Regions from separate parts of the Zea mays genome. Here region 1 is linked to region 2. Evidence: chromatin contacts called from public Hi-C data. All regions are on one chromosome and are shown on one strand. Each heading gives the region's core, a stretch centred on a gene start, on an enhancer-like site or on the middle of the called end of the contact. The rest is flanking DNA. Distances are from core to core; before and after follow the strand shown.

Region 1 (5,566 bases), core at 2,043-4,542, 220 kb after region 2:
CAAATGACATTGCGGTGTGCTCTTATTTATACATCTAGCGCATTGAGAACAGGAGGGCCCCACTTGACATTGACTGTTGCTATTCTAGCAAGAGGAAGGTGTTTTTCGGACCTTCGGCTTAGGGCCTTCGTCCATATCGCAATCTGAATTTATTATCCTAACAAATTAATATCGCGAGGGGCAACTGTTGGGGGCCTTCGGCTTCCGAAGGTCCTCAAAAACATGATTTGACAATGTTTCTGGAGTATAATGCATGAGCAGGTACCTTCGGTCACGAACCCTTCGGACAAGTCAAAATTGCTGGATGAAGAAACACAAAGAGAACGAAGGATGGAACAGAGCCGAAGCTGTGCGCAAGGAAGCTTCGGCATAATGGCAGAAAGGAGGTAACCGACTTAAAGAGGAAAAGACTATTTAGACCCCGATAGATTACTATAGAGTTATTATCAAAAGCAAAGGGCCTGAATGTAATTTTACATGGGCTGCGACCCGGGCCTATAAATAGGTGAATAGTGCTCCCGTACTGTTCACGTTGACTTGGCATTTGCTCTTGCATCACGCTTGTACTTTACCTTCTTTCAAGTAAAAGGTATATTTGTAACCCAACATCATTTCTATTCTTCTATAGCAATAAAATAAAAATGAGTTGATAATGATACATAACTATTTATGTTATCTTTTATATTCCATGTAATTCCCTTTTCATTATGATATGTAATGTTTATGAAGGTATGTCCTTCATAACCTTCGCCCGAAGATCATTATATCTCAAGGGAAATAATGCTTCCAAGGACGAAGGACTTTAACGTTTAACGTTTTCTGTGTTGCCTTGTTCTTAATTCTTAGCATTTGAGAACAAGTCCCCAACAGTGATGATATCCAATTATGTAATCACTGTGTACGTGAGTTCTGATCCGGGCACGTACATGGTTCGCATTCGGTTTGCCTTCCAAAACTGGGTGTGACATGATCATTTGAGCGTGGAGTTTTGACTCCCATTCATTGTAAAGCTAGCAAGAGCCCCTTATCTTTATGGTTGGCCTTGCGCAGACTTCGGTCTTTTGTTGACAAAGAAGAAGGAACACTCGCTAGTCTTAGTGACCGTTGGAGAGAGGGAAAGAGTTGAAAAAGACCCGTCCTTAGTGGACTCCTCAACAGGGATTAGGTTCTTGGTGAACTGAACCTTGGTAAAACAAATAACCTGTGTCACTTGTGTTTATTGCTTGTGATTTATTTGTCTTCTCCCTCTCTAAGTTCTCTTGCACTATGTCACACCCGGGTTTTGGGGCACCAAGACCCGGGCACGAACATAATCACCAGGTGTGTTAGGACCAAGTCTTACACATATGATAACTCATAGTACAGAAACGAATGTCACATCTTTACTATATAATAGGAGTTATGTACAAAATAATTAAATAATTACATCATACGAAGACAATGATCTAGCAACCCGAAGTTGACTGGGAGACGACGGCCTAGACCTCTCACGAACTCATCACAACATCCTCCATGCGCCTCATCCTGCGGTACCTGTTCTTGACGTATGGGGGTATAAGACAGCAAGGGTGAGCTCACATACGTTCATTGCTCAACAAGTTGTGGGAAATAATGTGCATGAACTCACCAAAGTGGGAGCTCATGTGAAGTGTAAGGCTTACCAAAGAGGACGGTCAAAGCTGAGCATTGCTTTTAAAGTTGGTCAAAATTTTATTAGTTGTTACTAAGTGTAAGTAGATACCAAACCAAATAAGTAGTAGATTGAAATTGATAACAACACCCGCGGTGCAATGCATATGACAAATTGAATTTAGTTCCATGATTTAATCATGCAAGAGTCCTGAGCTGCTCATGACCGCGAGCTCGGCTAGTATACCAGTTTTACACTCTGTAGAGGTGGTGCCATTTACCCACAAGTCATGTTACCCATCTGCCACGGGTTGTACGGGCCCCATACACCTCTACCAAGGAAGCGAGGTAGGGTAACACTACGAGGCCTTTACAAAGTTCCACTAGCTTTCGAAAACCGCTACAGTTTCTAGGAAGAGCAATGCAGGAATCCCTCGTCTGACCGCCATCGCAGCAAAATCAACCCGAGAACCTCCGTGCACGCCTACTCCCCTACTGCCCTGGCCCCTTTCGGGTAAGGTAGTCTTCCACTAGCTTTCCTAATTAGTCAACCAAGGGCGTCCCATTCCACCCTTGTGGTGGCACGTGTTTCTCAAGTTAAGCTCGATGTTCCAATTAATATAATGATATTGACATATTGTCATGAACGATAAGTAAAACAACAGTATAATTAGAACATGATCATAATGTAATATTAATCCCAAAACCATATAGAGCAATAGCAAAGATTACCCAAAAGTTCAAGGATAAACAAGGTGTAATGATGACCAAACTAGGGTGACCTATTAGGTCCCATCAAAATTAAGCCTATGCATGCCAAAATGATTATAGCAATCATTATTGGGTAAATAAAAGTGATCAAGGGCACAACTTGCCTGGGACTTGAGATTCCAGGTACCAGGATGATCTTCAAGATGACTCGTAACCTCGCGCTATTCGTAGCAATACAAACAAAAAGTGTATAGGTAAAATTAACACCACACCAAACATAAGTACAAACTGCATAATAATCTTCTACGCATCGTAACTAGATCCTAGGTTCGAGAACCACTAAATTCAGAGTTAAAGTGGAACAGATATGGTTTTCGGAATGTCTACATGATGGAATATTAATACATTATAAATTGGTTAATATTAATCATATGAGTAAATATACTCTAAATAATCAAATCCACTTTAAACTAGATTATATCTTGGTTAGAAATCTTATTTTAGTCTAATTATAATTATAGACTTGTAAACCTTGATTAGTAAAATAAATCTACTACTCAAAGGGTAAATCAATATCTTGTTATAACAATATGTGATATATCAAAATAAGGTTCGCTACTGTGTAGAAAATTTTATTACAAAGTCAACGCAACTGGAACAGACTAAAATGGAGTTAAAATGTATTAGTTATTTTTCTGGTTTATTTTATTAAATCTGAGATTGATTTGGACTTCGGGTATAAATTTCTGAAAGAATAGGGTCAAACGTATAAAGTTGAGGACCTGAATGTCATAATATCACTACTACAGAGGATGGCGGGTGGATTATATAAAAGCGCAGGGTTTCTTATGTAAAACCTACGCAGCGAAGGGGTACGTGTCTATCCTAGCCGTTGCATCAACGGCGTGTGGCCCAGATTAGAACCGCATAACTCCGAACCAGTACACAATCGTGGCCGTTGGATTTGTGACCGACGATCCAGGATTCACCACGCCACACACCTAATCTGACTCGCCCATATTCCATCGCACGACCCCAATTTTATGGGGCGAAGGGGTATGTTCGCTTTTAATCATAGACGCCCATCACGAGATGGACGGTACCCGCACCATCTTCAACCTCTCGCACTCCTGCATCTCTCTCTCCTATCTCTTCTAGCGTCTGCCGCGGCAGAACTGCATCCACCAGGCGGCCGCTATTGCCAGCAAACGCCACCCCGATCCAGCGCTCAGGTGGCCCTATGGTCCATGATGCGGTGCAAAAAAAGGATTCCGTGACGGTAGCGAACCATAGGCGTGAAATCGTACCGTCGTTGGAGACAAAGACAAGGCCAACTGTAGCATATGGTCTTCACGGCGTGGCGGTGTCATAGCCGGTAAATAGGACTCCATGTACAACCCTGAACAGCGGCACATGCACGACATTGATCACGACGACGGCTTACCTCTCTCTCTGGTTTTTTTCGGCTGGTCGAGATATTTTCGCTCAGGCTTGGTAGAACGAAGGCATGTCTTGGCCGGTATTTATGCGCCTGGTGGCAGGGAAGATCTGCTGGTTTGCTCAGATCTTACAAGCGGTTACAACAAACTTTGAGTTTGTTACAGAGGCTGTTGCGTGATTCTGTTCTGTCTCTGATACGGTAGAAGATGGAGCTGTTTGCGCGATACGTAACAAACTCGGAAGAAGATTATCGTGAGGAGAGGCCCACACAGAAGTGAAGGGAGGTGGCTACGTGCATTCCTAGCTTGATGTCATGCTTGCATCACGATGACGTCATGCGCGTCAAGGGGAATAAACAAATAAAAAACGACGTGGCATGGGTTGCACTTGGTTTAGAAGCTAGGATGAGGCCCATGCGATTCTTTTTTTATTGCTTCTTCCTTTTCCCCTTTTCTAATTTCAAATTCCATATTCAAATTTAAATTTGAGTCTTCAAATTTAAATTAAATGCAACAACAAAAAACGCAAACATGAATGCAAATATTTTATATTTATTTACTCATTTATGCGGATGCTTCCAAATATACAATTCATGCGCCCAAATTCAATATTTTTAGAAAGTAATTTCTAATACATGATCCCTGATAATATATGGTTTAACTTTTTTTGGCGGGTTCATATAATTCATAAAATAATTACTTCCCTAAGTAAATAATCAATGATCTTTTTTTGTTTATATTTTTATTTAGTTTTGATTCGAATTCTAGCTTTAATGTATCTCGTGTGTATATATTTATATATACTTAAACTATCAAAGTTTTAGTGTTATCATTATTTATTTTAGGAAGCCCAATTAGGTAAAAGGAAATAATTTTAATGCTCAATCGTCTTAGAGAATCTTACTAAATCCCAAAATAGAATTTTGGGTGTTACACACTATTCTTTGTTGATATTACTTTATGTTGCTTCAAGTTAAATTCTCATATATAGAAGCAACGCCTTGCAAGAAAGAACTTGTGTTATTCCTCTTCTTACCTAAGCCCTCTTGCTTTATTATTCATAGATATTTTAGTTGTGTTGTTTTGTGTTAATTCCGCATTCTTTGAAAGCAATACTTTTGCAAGCAAATGACTTAGTTTTATACTGCGATAATTGTTCATCTTGTTCTAACCACTAATCGAGGGATCAAGGGTCGTGTTAAATATAAATTTTAGGTTTCGCCTATTCACCCCCCTCTAGGTGACTTACAATTGGTAACAGAGCTAGGCACTTCATATTGAGTCTAACAACTCGAAGTGATGACTCGGAGAAAAATCCAAAAGAACAAGAAGATACCACCGAAGGAGAACAATGAGGTAACTCTTGAGATATAACTTTTCGATTGTTCTAATTATGCTTCATGGTCTACTAGTGTGATAAATGCTTTTAGGACCATAGACCCACAATTAGAACAAATTTTAGACAAGAGTATTATACCTCCTAGTTATGATAAGAAAAATGCTTCTGAGGAAGATCAAAGGTGTTTATGCTTAAATTATCTTGCTTTTGACATCTTAGGTAATTCTCTTAGCAAAGAAGATTAGCATGCCTTCATAATTAGATATGATGAACCTATTCATGATGCGCATGATATTTGGACTAGAATTAAAAATATATTTGATGAGTCCAAACATGTTAGTTCATATAATGCTTCTACTTCCTTTAGTCCTTGTGAATCTAACCCTTTAAAGGAAAAAGAAGAAAATGAACGTTGGAGACAAAATGATGAATCCACCTCTCCAAAAGG
Region 2 (5,572 bases), core at 1,366-3,865:
CAGGAGTGAGCAAGCATCTGATACATAGATGCAAACATAACGGATCTCAGGAAATCTGAACAGCTAAGAAACATAGATGAGATACGAGAGTCAGGTGCCAGCAACGATTTGGAAAGGGGGAGGGAAAATCCTGACATACATGGAACAATTAATATATCAAGAACATACCAGGCATCAGAACGATTTGCTGGTGTAAGGAATGTGCCCTCTCCATAGGCTGCACACTTAATGGGCGGCTTATGAACTTGTAAAGAACTATTCAGCATCATTTCATGCACAGTGCTTTTGGAGCAAGGAAGCCATGCATAACGGACATTTGCGTTTCCACGATGACATCTGGTAACCTGTACATGCTTTTCGTGATTATGGTAACGGACTTGTCCATGGTCATCCAATAATGGAGTCCTGTAGATTCCAATAATGTCCTTGGATTCAATAACTGAACCCATCCCCTGCAACAACAGCTTCTCCACGGCTTCAATAGTGCGCTGGGCACGTGATACCTCACCCAGATTAGCTTGGCGTGGTAGTAGGTTACAGGCTGTAGGCAACAAAGTGCATGGCTCATTTTCTCCAATAGCTTCTCCCATATCACAGTATTTTTTTATGATGGAATTATTTTCAGCTCTAGCTCTCTTAGGACTGGAAACATCTTCAGTACTTGAACCGAAGTTTGAACTTTCTGCGGAACTTTCTGATGTTCCAAGCTGGTCATTCATTTCTCGTGTCCCATTTGACTCAACACTAATGTAATCATGATATCCGTTGCCAAAATCTTTCTTCATAAATATTTTCTGATCTTGCACAAATGATTCTGGGAAGTAGCGGTTTCCATTTTCATCGATCCAAGCAATCGGCCTCTGAAGACCTGTCTTCGTGTCTATGAATGTCATATGGGCAAAATCCAGCAAAAATAGCTGGTTCTGATATCCTGTTTCTGTGATTGTTTTTTTCGCCCTGAAGTCAGCTTGTGCCAATTTGACAATCTTTTCTGGGAAGTCTTTCCAGACAGCACCTATGCGAAGCAAAATACGTTTAGGTGGTGCGCTACTCATGAAGTTCTTATAGCTCTGCAAAACCTGCTTGTTGAAGTGGCACACGATCTTTGCCTTGCGGTCTTTATCAACATGAAACCTAACAGCAGAATCATTGACAGGGTGCTGATGCAATTCAGAGTTGTGGAATATGTCAGCATCATATGCAGCGGGGTTCTCCCGCTTTCTCTTGAGACTATTCATGTTCCTTCCACATTTACCCAATACCTTTCCGTTCATCGCAGCCATTATTGCTAGCAGAAATGAACACGAACCAGAAACTAATTCTTCCAACCAAACTAAACCTGAACAAGTCTACTATTTACACTAATCTAGTGGAGAAGCTTCTGAAGACGTTCCACCTTGTAACCGACAGGCAAACGAAAAAGAGCCGGAGAAGAAACGCCAAAAGACAGTATGATCCTGCTAAGGGAAAATTGTCAGAAATCAGTAAGATAATTGTTGCTGCACTTTATATGCAGCAAAACAATATTGGATTACAGCAGGACACTCAAAAAAAAAAGGAATGACTATGGTATCAATTTTCCAGTGAGACCCTGGGAAAAATCCAAATCTTAATGCTGTCACTAGCTGTTATGTTAAGCATGGCCAAACAGATTATAGAAGTGCACACATCTTTTGTCATGTCGTGGTGCAAAAATGTTCTTTCCATGAAAAATAAGTCAACCTGTTGACTAGCAATGCCTAGGGAGTGCTGCAACCATATAGACAGATAGAGAGGCTTTTACTATTATGGTATTATTAGCCATGAAGGTCTGCTGCTGGTGAGGGAGCAAGATGCTTGTACTAACCTACAGATAACATGGTTATGAAATAATCTATGGTGATGGATTAAAGCACCAAATATTCTCTTTCATGCACAAATTAGCAGTTAACCAATGAATTTAACTGAACATGGAGCAAGAAAACTTGTATCTTAGACCATATCCATTGCAGAGCACATGGCAGGGCAGTAAATGACTAGTCAAGTAATAGAAGTAAACATCAGAATATGGTGCATAGGGTAAAATTCAGCGGAATTCTGACAAAATCCACTCAGTTTCCATGGATAATTTAACAAGTAATTAAACAGGACTGCAGTGCAGGAATGGAAATTTTTGAAAAGTCAACAATACATAGAAGAATCGATTTGGTGATCTCAAATCTGCTTTAGCCCCCAACAATTCACATCTTCATAGCACATATAATTGGCATCCAACAAATCGAACATGAAGGCTACAGATCAAAAAAAAAGCTTCCAGATCGAAAATACATACATATACAATATACAAGGGGATCCTCTTCGCCGAGGAACCAGTCAGTCAGACAAGCAGATCCGCCGATCGACGACGCTTACCTAGGGTTAGTAGTGGGGGCGTTAGCAGGGGCGACGGCGGACGAATAAATTGATTGCTTCATCTCTCCCTATCGGATCCCTTTTGCTCCCCCTAGGTCACCGCCCCTACCGACCCCACTTTATCCCCAGGCGATAGCCGGAGGTGGGGGTTCTCGCCGGAGCTTCTGCTGCTGCTTCCCTCGCCAGCGATATTGAACTGGGTCGAGGTGAGCGCAGCACGAATCGACGGCGGGGGGGGGGGGGGGGGGGGGCGAAGGTAGGAACTAGGAAGAAGGCAGGAGCTATGCGGTGGTGGAATTATTGAACACGGAGCAGAAGAGATGAGGGCGAGGTCCACGCACGCGGCACGCCTTTGCCGTGACCCCACCTGCGTTATTATTATTCCGGCCTATCCTATCCACCCACCGCCCTCCGTCCTCGATCGCTCTCCGACGCATGGGTCCGGACCCACCTGGGCACGGGTACGCAAGGCGCTAAACTTGGATGCCAAGTTGCCAGCCTCTTTCCTTGCGCCATAAGCAAAAAAAATGGCGAGCGGGCGACGTCGTGATGCCGACATGCGTGCTTGCATCGGACGGTTCACGCTTGAGGTCAACGGTACCTGTCCCACAGCAGCCGCATCACGGCCGTCCACACGTTGCAGGTTTTTGTTTTTCGTTAAATTATGGAGTAAATTCTAATGGTTTGCGTGCGTGTGTCGGGCAGAGGCGACGTGCTGATGCCGTATTCTGAATTCTTGCGCCCAACGTTCAGATTGGCCTTCGCAGCCCAACTGGATATCCATATCAATTTGCTGGCTAGTGTGTCAGTATGTATAGTTTTGGTGGATTGAACTTAATTGCACGTCGTGTTTCACGAATCTATGGAGAACTTTGGCCCACGCCATCGAGGATTTGTTGGCGCTGATCTAAATAATACTTGCGCTTTCTATGTGGTTTCCTACTCCATGGCTGCGCACTAGAGAAAACTAACATCATTTCCATCACCATCGTGTACACCTAATAAACTTTATTAAGTGCTAGATACAATACTTGTGTGAAAAATGATCATCTGAACAGACCTCAGACTCGGAGTCGATACGACTGACTGCAGACCTAATAAGATTTTTATGTAGCCAGAGCCAGAGCCAGGTATTGAATACTACTTTACCAAACAATCGTTGATTGCCAGAAGTCTTCGAGTCTTGATGAAACAAATGCAGATACGAAGATTGACCACTAGAGCTTAGTTTGGCAGCGAGAGGACAAAAAGCCCCGGGAAATAATCCAGCAAGAGGATTTTAAAAGTATTTTAAATGATACTTTAATTTTCATGGAGGATTTTTTTCACTCTGTTATATTTGGCAATCAAGGGGCCAAATACCCGTCTTGTGCAAAAAAAAAAAAATCAAAATCAGGAAAAAAAAATCAAACAGCAACTACTCATCCATCATCACATCACACGTACGGATAGTTGTGTGAACATTAGAAAAATGTTTAAAAATAGCACACAAAGTTTAATTTGAATAAAATCAAATATTCAACAAACTTAATCCATCACCAAATCACATAAAATCATCTCCATTTACACGTATAGATAATATAACATAAAAATGAAGTACAAGCTTCTTTATTAGGAACTTTGCCACTAAAATAAATTATGAGTTTAACCCCTTTTCCACAAGCTTCATGTAGATTGCCATTGCATTTTCCTTCTCCATGTTAGCTTTACTTATCACTACTAAAGTAACATCAACTGATACACAGTTTAGTTTACATGGTTACACAAAGAACATGAACATGGTTCCATGCACATAGCCAAAGCAATAGCTAGTGATCTGAATAACAGTTTAGAGCACTGAATAACAGATGAGGGGATCCACAACACGGTATAAAAAAAATAAGACACACTCTCTGTTATTCAGTGCAATAACTAGGTTTTTAGTACATGTCGCTGCACAAAGTACATGACTGACAAATAATTGCAGGTTTTGATACTTTCTTTCCATCAAAACAGATTTCGTTCCTAGAATTCCAAATGGACCAGCATCTGTAAATGCTACCATTTCATGTCAAGTGTCACCGATAATAAGGACACAGGATCACAGAAACATGTCTATAAAACATCAGTTCAGTTCACTGAAGCTATGGACGTATGGTCATGAAGCAGCATATCTAATGAAGATATTCCCAGACATGATGGTGAGACCATCGCCATATTGAAGAAAAAAACACACTAGGAAGTTGTCAGATCTATGAGATTGCATGAGCAAACCATTCTAAGAGATGAGCTTGACCAATTCAAATTTAAACTATGAGCTGGACACCGCATATGCTCATCAAATAATTCGAGGTCGTCATCCTTGGAAGATGCATTGCATATTCAGAGCAATTGGGTCCATAATGTAAAGCCAACAGGGCAAAGAAACAGAGCAGTTGGGTCCATAATCTATACTATACTTAAAGCACCAGTTTCAACGGTCGTCCCGCGTCATCTTTTTACAAATAACCTCTCACAGTTATTTCAAATTAATCCGATGTACGCCTATAGATGGCCAAGCGCCGGTCCGGCATGGGCCAGACGCCCGCGGGCCACAACTCTGGCCTAGGCATGTCGGCCCATTTGATTAAATCAGCGTAAAACATTAAAAAACGGTGCAGGAGGTAGAGTTCAAACCCATGCCCTGATGGAGGTGAGTAAAGCTGTCTAACCAGTAGAACATCATGCTTAGATGTTTTAAATATTGAATATAAAATTGTATATATGTATATACGTTTTTTGTAAAATAAAACAAATATAATTATATCGGGCCGGGCCAGCACTACGGGCCGAGGCTACAACCCAAGCACGGCACGACGTTCTTGGCTCTTGCAAGCATTAGGTCGTTTCGGAGACCACATTGGCGCAATGGACTCCATGGTGTTTGAGGTTGCTGAATTGGATGGAGCAACAATGATTTGTCACACTAACAGTAAAATGAATGATTATTTGTTGATTTTAAACGTTAGTAATTGCTACGAAATAGCATAATTTATATGGAGCACATCCAGTTTTTATTGATGCATGAATTTAGCAATCACTCCATATTTTGATCTATCTTTTTTATAAGTTTGACTTCATGTGACTTATTTTAGAAACTTGAGCTCACAAACTTTCTCTTATTTGGTCTCTATATGGTGGAATTATGTTATTTTATCATCTC

The links. Hi-C and Micro-C count contacts between places; a contact is called where the count stands out from the background.
Region 1: a Hi-C map of endosperm shows a contact between it and region 2, with 8 times the contacts expected there. The contact joins the enhancer-like site here to the promoter of LOC103637733 in region 2. A contact is called at or near these places in 4 of 25 Hi-C or Micro-C datasets (ear, endosperm, leaf and 1 more).

What each region holds. Positions count from the first base shown.
Region 1 is chr1:105,682,194-105,687,759 of Zm-B73-REFERENCE-NAM-5.0, forward strand. No RefSeq gene overlaps it. Among protein-coding and RNA genes, the nearest start is that of LOC103637733, 220 kb to the left of the region's middle. Within about 2 kb of position 3,293, at least 14 of the 20 cell types and tissues checked have an H3K27ac peak or open chromatin away from gene starts, as enhancers often do. A contact at or near this core is called in ear, endosperm and leaf, where this site is marked.
Region 2 is chr1:105,461,615-105,467,186 of Zm-B73-REFERENCE-NAM-5.0, forward strand. It overlaps LOC103637733 (probable inactive poly [ADP-ribose] polymerase SRO1), which reads right to left and starts at 2,616. Exons shown (of 7, transcript NM_001428418.1): 1 at 2,392-2,616; 2 at 169-1,457. The coding sequence starts at 1,283.